Regions from separate parts of the Sus scrofa genome. Here all the other regions are linked to region 3. Evidence: chromatin contacts called from public Hi-C and HiChIP or PLAC-seq data. All regions are on one chromosome and are shown on one strand. Each heading gives the region's core, a stretch centred on a gene start, on an enhancer-like site or on the middle of the called end of the contact. The rest is flanking DNA. Distances are from core to core; before and after follow the strand shown.

Region 1 (2,755 bases), core at 122-2,621, 230 kb before region 3:
CTGCTTATTGAAAATACCATAGACTCCCTTTTTCCTCTAACAACAATTCAATTACTATAGAACTCAAAAATATTTCTAAAAATCTAGCAGTATTTAAAACTTCCTTTTTCTCCATCAATCAGTTGGCCCCAAAGAAACCTTCCTATATCCCACAGGCTCCTTAGACGGAAACAGCTAATTGTGATGCCTAGCAAGAACCCTTATCTTCTTTCCGATACACAGCGCCCTTCCTCCGGCAGAATCCTAAAATAGCAGTTCAGATTAGCATGGCGTTGAGGAGTGGGAGCCTGGCTGAATAACATCAGAATTAATGAGCGGCCGGACCCCAAACAGAGCCACCTGGTGGGCAGGAATCGGGCTGTTTCCTTCAACCAAGTGCCTGCTCCAGGCTATCTCAGCTCCAGCCCGCACCACATTCGCTCTCGGAAGAGGAGGCCCTATTGCCCAGAAAGAAGAGGGCCGGCGCGCAGCGCCCTCACCTTTCAGCAGGTCCGGGTGCACGTAGCCCAGCACGTCGGAGACCCCCAGCTCCTGGCGGGAACAGGTGCCACCGTGGATGTGCAACCAGGCAGGCTCGGCGAGGGCAGTACACAGCGCGGTGATGGACAGGGCACCCGGTAGGGCTGAGGCCAGGCTACGCTCCGGCTGCTTGGGCAAAGCGCTGCCTCCCGGGCTCCTCCGCCGGCGCCCGCCGGGCAGCCCTGCGCCTCCGGGGGCGTACATGCCCGGGGCCGCCCGCCGTAGCTCCGCGGTCGCTGCTGGTCGCCGCCGACCTCCGCGGGGCGCACAGAGCCTGCCTGTCCAGGGGAGGAGAGCAACGCACTGGGTTCGCAGCAGGTAAGGCTGGAGCAAAGCTGTCAGGGTCCATGCTGATGAGGACAGGGGTGGGACAGAGGGCCGAGCTGAGACCCGAGAGCTGCGGGGGTTAGGGAACTGGGACCGGGTCCCTGGAGTGGGACTGCGGAGGTGCGGGATGAGGACCGGGAGAGGGCTAGGGGCCCGCTGCATCTCGGCAGAGCGGAGTAGGGAGAAGGCTGGGACGAAGGTATCCGTTACTGGTGGAAGAGAGTCTTGACCAGAGGGGTCTTGGCCAGAGGGAGTCGAAGCGCGGAGAACTAGCCTGGGCCGCAGGGATCGGGGACCCAGGATCTGGGAACGGCGCTCTGGGGTGCGACCTATACCCAGAAAGGACCCGCCTCTCACTAACTCCTAATCCTTACCAGTCAGCAGGCCTTAAGTGTCTGGATGGCGTCGCTCCGTCCCGTCAAGGGCTCCTCAGCTCTGCGGGGCCGACCGTTCCCAGGCCCCAAACCCGCAACGCCCGGACAGACCCGGGCCCGATCCACTTCCGGCTTCTACACCTCTGCCCCCGCCTCCTCCGGCTCCCCGCCCCGTCCCCCGCGCCAGACACAGCCCGGGCGCGCCGCCGGTCCCCTGCGCAAGGCCTCACGGGACTGGTAGTTCTAGCCGATACCGCGATGTTTTCCGCTGTGGGGACTGGAGAGGGGTGGCTAAGGACCGACTACAACTCCCAGAGGGCAGCGCGGCCGCAGCAGCGGACCCTTTAGTTCCTAAGAGAACCCGCGGCCCTTGGGCGGAAGCAGGTTTGCGTGGTGGGAGCCGCAGTCGGCAGTGCTGTCTCTGCTCACCACTTTCTGCGCCAGGCCGCCATGAAGGACTCGCTGGTGCTGCTTGGCCGTATCCCGGCGCACCCGGACTCCCGCTGCTGGTTCCTGGCCTGGAACCCCGCGGGAACTCTGCTGGCCTCGTGCGGTGGCGATCGTAGCGTCCGCATCTGGGGCAGAGAGGGTAAGGCCGGTCCCGGCTTGCCGCCGAGGGATCTACGTGTGCTTGGTGTGGGTACCATGCTCTGGGAGTGCGCAGCCTGCGGGGCAGCAGATTCAGAAAGGCGGGGTCACTGGCCGAGGGAGAAGATGGAGGAGCCACTTTCGAGTTGGACATTAGCCACTCTCTGGTTTTTCTGGCTAGAAGCAAAGATGTCAGTAGATGGCCGAAATAGGGAATTATGACAGTTTCTGAGGCAGGAAAATGAGAGAAGGTGGTAGGAAAGTAGCCTGCAGAGTATTTTGCGACAGACGATGAAGTTTACATTTTGTCCCAACGGTATTTGAGAGCCATTGACTGTTTAGGGCCGCATCCGAGGCCTATGTAAGTTTCCAGGCTAGGGATCAAATCGGAGCTGCTGCTGCCAGCCTACGCCACAGCCACAGCAACACTGATCTGAACTGCATCTGCAGCCTACACTGCAACAGCGGATCCTTAACCCACTGAATAAGGCCAGGGATCCAACTCGCATCCTCATGGATACTAGTCGTGTTCTTAACCCTGAGCCCCAACAGGAACTCCACCACTGACAGTTTTAAATCAGGAGGGCAACTCCTCATTTGTTTTAGAAAGATGCCTCCTAAGGAAGTGGATTCAGTTACAGCTTTCTGAAAGCATGTTGTTAAATACACCCACTGAACTTTGCCCTCTCAGCTGGGCTCCAATACTGGTCCCCATTACCCAGTGGCATCGTTAGTACTTCAGTATCTTCTTGTGCACCCAGCTCCAGAGCCTGGTCTGCTCTCTGCTTTTAGGCGACAGCTGGATCTGCAAATCTGTCCTCTGTGAAGGCCACCAGCGCACCGTACGGAAGGTGGCCTGGTCTCCCTGTGGAAATTACCTGGCTTCTGCCAGCTTTGATGCCACCACTTGCATTTGGAAGAAAAACAAGGATGACTTTGAGGTAACT
Region 2 (2,700 bases), core at 89-2,588, 190 kb before region 3:
GCCTGCGCCACAGCCACAGCAATGCCAGATCCTTAACCCACTGAGCGAGGCCAGGGATTGAACCCACTAGTCGGGTTCATTAACTACTGAGCCATGAAGGGAATTCCCCATAATAAAATTTAAAAAAATAAAATAAAATGTAAAAACAGAAAAAATAGAAATGGACAAGGGAAGACAAAAGAAGTAGGAGTGGCAAGTTAGTAATAGAAGAAAAGAGTTACTGAGACAAGGGTTAACCAAGAATCTTGAAAATACCATGAAAAAATTAAGATCTCTCTATGGACAAGAAACACATGCTGGCAAAAGGTCTAAAAATTGTTTTCCACCTCAGGTACACTTGTTAAGGCCAAGAACCTTTCAATTCTTATATTCTGTTTTTACTTTCACTGAGTTTTAATGCCACTACGTCTCCTTGCACCAAGCATTTCAGCAAAAACACTGCCCAAATACCAAGAGAAAATGGACTTTGGATTTGAATAAAAATCATTTTCGCCTTATACTCACTTGGCTCTTCTTTCCTCTTGCATCTGTGGTTTGGTCCGTTGAGCCTTATCTCCCATACGGGTACCTTCCAACTTCCCAACCAGGGAGAGCACCTCTCCTGTGGGTTCATCCCGGCGGGTCCGGTCAATGAGAGAGCGGTCAGCTTGGAGGACAAGATTCGAGTTCTGAAAAGATAACAATATGATCGAAGTTCTGACGTGAGCAGGACCAATTCCTCTATCACAAGGTGATAACCATTAGTTGGAATAAGATATTTTCCTTAGAAAGAGCATCGTACAATTGCGCGTGAGACAGAGGTAATCAAATAGGTAGAACAATCCTTGCTCCTAACACTGCCCACAATAATTCTCACCTGGGAAAAGTTGGGGGTGACTTACGGAAGAGGGCAGGTAAAGCGCTGAGGGGACAGGGGACAAACACTCCTAGCAGAGCTCTTAGCCCATCCCACTCGTCCCAGACACCAGTGGGGTTATTAGTCTTATCATCATGTACCCACACCTTCGCCCGGATCTGACTTCCCCTCTGATTTGGCAGTTCTTCCGAAGGCCTTCAGACAGAAGCTCCCTTCCGCAGACTCCCGCTCCCCACCGAGGTCCCCAGCCCAGAGCCCTGCGCCGAGCCTGCACGCACCGCCTTGTACTCGTACTGCAGGCTACGGGCGGTCACATCCGCCATGGCCGCCGCTGCTCCGGGGTCTCAGCACTCCTCTTCCCCCACCGCACGCTCTCAACGGTCACGGATATCCGCTACCGCCGCGCCGAAACAACGCAGAAGAGACGCAATGGAGGGAGAAAGAGACGAGCTTACTTCCGCTTCCGGGTCGCTCGCCGGAAGTGCAGGTGACCGTATCTACGGCGTGTGCGTTCCTCTTTCCTGAGACCTTATGGGCTCGGTTGGTTGGACCGACGAATTCCGAGACCCTCAGACAATGGTTCCGGACCCACGTCCCGTACTTTCTTACACCTCGGCCTCCGGCCTCCAAGACTCCTCACATCATAGCGAAGCGTACGTCTGTTTACCCCCTATCCTGTCTCAAGCGCTTTTCTACCGGCTTCTTCCTCTGGAAACAGTCCTGTGAGCTATGCCGGCAAGGAGAAACTAATGAACCCCATTTCTGGCTGAGAAAACTGAAACACCTGTGTGCCTGTGTCTGATATCTTCCTTGGGTTTTTCCTCTATATTGAACGATTGAAAGAACGCTCTGTTCCCCACCTGTCCCACCTAAAACCCATGCCTCCGGAGCTCTCATTCTGGTCTCACTTTACGCGGCAGGGCCCTCCCCACGATTGAAGAACTTCGGTGAAAGCAGCTACCCTCCTGGCAGGCCAACTCCTTGAAGACAGTAACAATTTCTTCTCCAACAACGAAGCCTATCCGGGCCCTGGAGGCACTCCTGCCTTCCTATCCCCTGCCTTCCCATCCCGAGTTCTGCTCTATGGAATGGCAACTAATAGCTGAATAGTTATAGCTTGTTTGTTTTTGAAAGATTAAGGGAAGCTAAAGGAATTCATCCTCTATGGCTGATGGCCATGGCCGACAGCTGCTGGTCCAAATTTCCCCTACAGGAGTATTTTGTTTGACTCACTATCTGGGATTGTTGAAAGTTCCTGGTGGCCTTGCAGTTAGGACCTGGCGTTATCTCTGCTGTGGCTCAGGTTCTATCCCTGGCCTGGGAACTTCTACATGCCAAGGGTGCAGCAAAAAAAAAAAATAAATAAATAAATAGCAAAGGACTGACCTTCTTACATGGCTGACTTGCCTGGTGCTAATCAGCAACTGCCACTTTCATTAGATGCACATGTTCTTCCCACAGACCCTGTAATTGCTTGGCCCCTGTAGGCATGAGGTTTGCAGCCCTGAGAGTTTTTTGTATATATAACTGGGCCTTCCAAGAGACAGTCAAGTTCTGTGGCAGCTCTGCTCCTCAGTGGCTTTGTGACTTTGAGTAGCTGCCTTGTTTCTAGGTGAGTGTCATTTTGTCATCCTTAAAATTGAGGCAGTAAAACTTTCCTCTTAGGTCTTTTGGTAAATGAGATAGTGTGTTTAAAAGCACCAGCAGGGGTTCCCATCATGGCTCAGCAGTAATGAACCCAACTAGGATCCATGAGGATTCGGGTTCAATCCCTGGCCTTTCTCAGTGGGTCAGGACCCAGTGTTGCCGTGACCTGTGGTGCAGATCGCAGACATGGCTCAGAT
Region 3 (2,868 bases), core at 93-2,592:
AAAGATTCAGCAGGTCCCCTTGTCAAACCAGGATCATATTACAGTGTTGATGATTAATTAGAGGCTGCAATCACGGGTTACAATATCCAGGGAATTTCCTGATGACTTTTGCCTTGCAACAGGCCTGCTGCAGCTGGCTGTCCCGGAGGAAGTGGGGACTGAGCAGATGGCCTGCAAAGGATCTGGCGGTAGACTTCTCTCTTCCTTCTGAGCCATTGTTCTCAACCCAGATTTGCATTATCACTGCTGGGGCATTATCATAAGTACCTGTACCCAGACCTGCCCCCCGAGACCTCAATTGCCCCCAGACCTCTGCCCCTGCCCCCAGAGATCCCAGTGGCCTGGGGTGGGGCCAGCATCAATATTTTCTAAAAGCACCCCAGAGGATTCTAATGTCCAGTGTAGGGATTCACTGCAATTGACCCCAGCACACAGGAGCCACACTGTTGCTGAAGGGGATCGAATTGAATTAGCTGCATCCCAGGATCTGGGACGCTTCCCCAAGCCTGGGTCTCTGGCAGAGGAGGAGGGCCAAGCAGACAAAATGGGAGAGGGGTGGACTGCTCCCCAGCCTAGCTGGAGCTGGAAGTCCTCTTCCCAGAATCGCAGCGTCCCGCAGGAGGTCATGGCAAAGAGGTCAGAGAGTTTCCCTTAGAGAAACTGAGGCTGGTGACAGGAGAGTGGCCCTAATCACTAGCTCTAACCTAGCACTTCTCGCATTGCCACATGCATGGGAACCTACCTCCAGGCACCTTATTAAGATGCAGATTGATTCAAAAGGGGCATCTGGGATTCTGCTTTTCATGGAAGTTCCCAGTTGAGGGCTCAAATTGGAGGTGCAGCTGAGGCCACAGCCACAGAAACACCTGATCTGAGCTGCATCTGCGACCTACAACACAGCTCACTGCAACGCCAGATCCTTAACCCACTGAGTGAGGTCCAGGATGGAACCTGCATCCTCACAGAGAACACACTGTGTTCTTAACCCCGTGAGCCACAGTGGAACCTCTGGATTCTGCTTTTCTAACAAGGTGGATCTGTGAACCCAACTTTAGATGATAAGCCCTAAAAGTTAGTTTGGAGGCTTACAGGTACCCTGGCCCTTGACCTCCAGGCTAAGGCCTTCCCAAGGCCCCAGATCAAGGCCTGACCACTGACTACTCTGAACTGGCTTTAACAAGGTAGATGTGCTCCATGCATAGCCCTGGAGTTGCTGGGGACAGTGGTGCTATTGCCTGGGCTGAGAAGTTTGGCTGAGGTAGGGGGAAGGATGGGGGAAGCTAGAGTTCTGCCCCTGGTGTTAATTTGTCCTCCTTTACCCTCCCTGGGCTCTGGTGTCCTCATGAGTAAAACAGGAAAAGAGGGAGTTCCCATTGTGGCTTAGCAGTAACAAACCCGACTAGTATCGATGAGGATTCAGGTTTCACCTCTGGCCTCAATCAGGGGGTTAAGGATCTGGTGTTGCCGTGAGTTGTGGTATAGGTTGCAGACGTGGCTTGGATCCTGTGTTGTTATGGCTGTGGTATAGGCCAGCAGCTGCAGCTCTGATTCAGCTCCTAGCCTGGGAACTTCCACATGCTGCAAGTGCAGCCCTAAAGAGAGAGAGAAAACAGAAAACCAGGATGAGCTGCTCTGTGGGCCCCTTCCAGTCCCAATGGGCCAAGACTGTGGTCGTGTTGACAGAGAAGGGACAGCTGCTTCCCAGTTGACTTCAGAAGATGTTGCTGAAGGTCCAGTGACCTTCTCTTGAACACCGAGCCCCCTGCCAGGCTCTCCAGAAACAGTCTCCCAAAGGTCAAAGGCAAACTGTTGAGAAGTCAACAGCAATCACAGTAAGTCCACGGTTGGTGCTTCCGGCTGGCCCAGCCTATGGGACCAGGGCTAGGGGCATCCCCTTATCTCTGGGCAGTGCTGGAGCCAGAGAGCCTGCCTTCCCTACCTCCCCCCCCAACCCCGTATGGCTGGCTGCCTGCCTTGGGTGGGTTGGAGCAAGAGCACCTTGTTGATAAACCACATTCCTATAAAAGAGATAATTATGGAATCTTATCAGGGAAGTCAGGCCTTGAGCCTCAGCCCATCTGGAAAATTACTGCACAAGTTCTGGACATCAGGCTGCCCAGTGTCAGCAGGCTGGGGTGGTATGGTCTCATCTTTAGGACCTCAGCTGGGTGGGTGTCCTGAGAACTGAAATACTGCCTCAGGACTGACATCCAGGGGATGGGGGTGCCCAGGCCACCCCACCCCCCACCCCCGTCACACAACTCCCATGTCTATTGATTCAACAAACACTGCTAAGTCCAGTGCCGCATTAACTTGCTAATCCTTGCAGGAACTTCTTGAAAAGTTCTATGTATTGTAATAATTATCATTTTACAAATGGGGAAACTGGGGCACAAAGGGGTGAGCAATTTATTCACAATCACAAGGCAGTAAGTGACAGACCAGGGCGTGCCCAGGCAGGCTGGCTTCAGAGGTGATGCCTTAAGTGCCAGGCTGTGCGTCCCCCACCATCCTCACTCAGGCCACCGATGGCCCCTTGGGACGTTTAGCTGCCACTAACATCTTCCCCATTCGACTGACACTAGTGGGGGCTTTATGGATAGTGGCTGACTGGTTGCCACCTCAGGATGAAGACTGAGCCCTTCCCTCCCCTCCAGGCCACCCCCGCGCTTGGCAGCAAGGCTGTTGTAAACGTTTGTCCCAGGAAGGCCCTCTGAGAGGAGGGAAGCTTCTGGACGGTGATTGAGGCGGCCCCTGCTGGCTGCGGTCGGTACTGCAGGAGGCGCGAGTTCCTGTGAGCCGTCGAAACTGGGAGGGGCGCCCTCAAGAGACGGAGGTCAGAGGTCCTGAGGCTTCTGAGACTTCTGC

Evidence for each region. A called contact is a pair of places that touch in the nucleus more often than the background predicts. HiChIP or PLAC-seq counts read pairs in DNA pulled down with a chosen protein or histone mark.
Region 1: a Hi-C map of liver shows a contact between it and region 3, with 3 times the contacts expected there. The contact joins the promoter of TMEM127 here to the promoter of NEURL3 in region 3. A contact is called at or near these places in 1 of 5 promoter capture datasets (fetal skeletal muscle), 2 of 47 Hi-C or Micro-C datasets (heart right ventricle and liver) and 1 of 2 datasets of contacts at active chromatin or transcription factors (alveolar macrophages).
Region 2: a contact with region 3 is called in an H3K27ac HiChIP or PLAC-seq map of alveolar macrophages. The contact joins the promoter of SNRNP200 here to the promoter of NEURL3 in region 3. A contact is called at or near these places in 4 of 5 promoter capture datasets (fetal liver, fetal skeletal muscle and liver), 26 of 47 Hi-C or Micro-C datasets (adipocytes, alveolar macrophages, blood and 16 more) and 2 of 2 datasets of contacts at active chromatin or transcription factors (alveolar macrophages and skeletal muscle).

Annotation. Positions count from the first base shown.
Region 1 is chr3:46,965,474-46,968,228 of Sscrofa11.1, reverse strand. It overlaps TMEM127 (transmembrane protein 127), which reads right to left and starts at 1,371. Exons shown (of 11, transcript XM_021087100.1): 1 at 1,221-1,371; 2 at 480-797. The coding sequence starts at 723. It overlaps CIAO1 (probable cytosolic iron-sulfur protein assembly protein CIAO1), which reads left to right and starts at 1,226. Exons shown (of 6, transcript XM_013995867.2): 1 at 1,226-1,809; 2 at 2,601-2,749. The coding sequence starts at 1,671.
Region 2 is chr3:46,927,704-46,930,403 of Sscrofa11.1, reverse strand. SNRNP200 (U5 small nuclear ribonucleoprotein 200 kDa helicase) reads right to left here and starts at 1,338. Exons shown (of 45, transcript XM_021087098.1): 1 at 1,135-1,338; 2 at 505-668. The coding sequence starts at 1,179. It overlaps LOC110259970 (a long non-coding RNA gene), which reads left to right and starts at 1,376. Exons shown (of 2, transcript XR_002342509.1): 1 at 1,376-1,509; 2 at 1,777-2,215.
Region 3 is chr3:46,740,110-46,742,977 of Sscrofa11.1, reverse strand. NEURL3 (E3 ubiquitin-protein ligase NEURL3) reads right to left here and starts at 1,342. Exons shown (of 4, transcript XM_003124839.5): 1 at 1-1,342.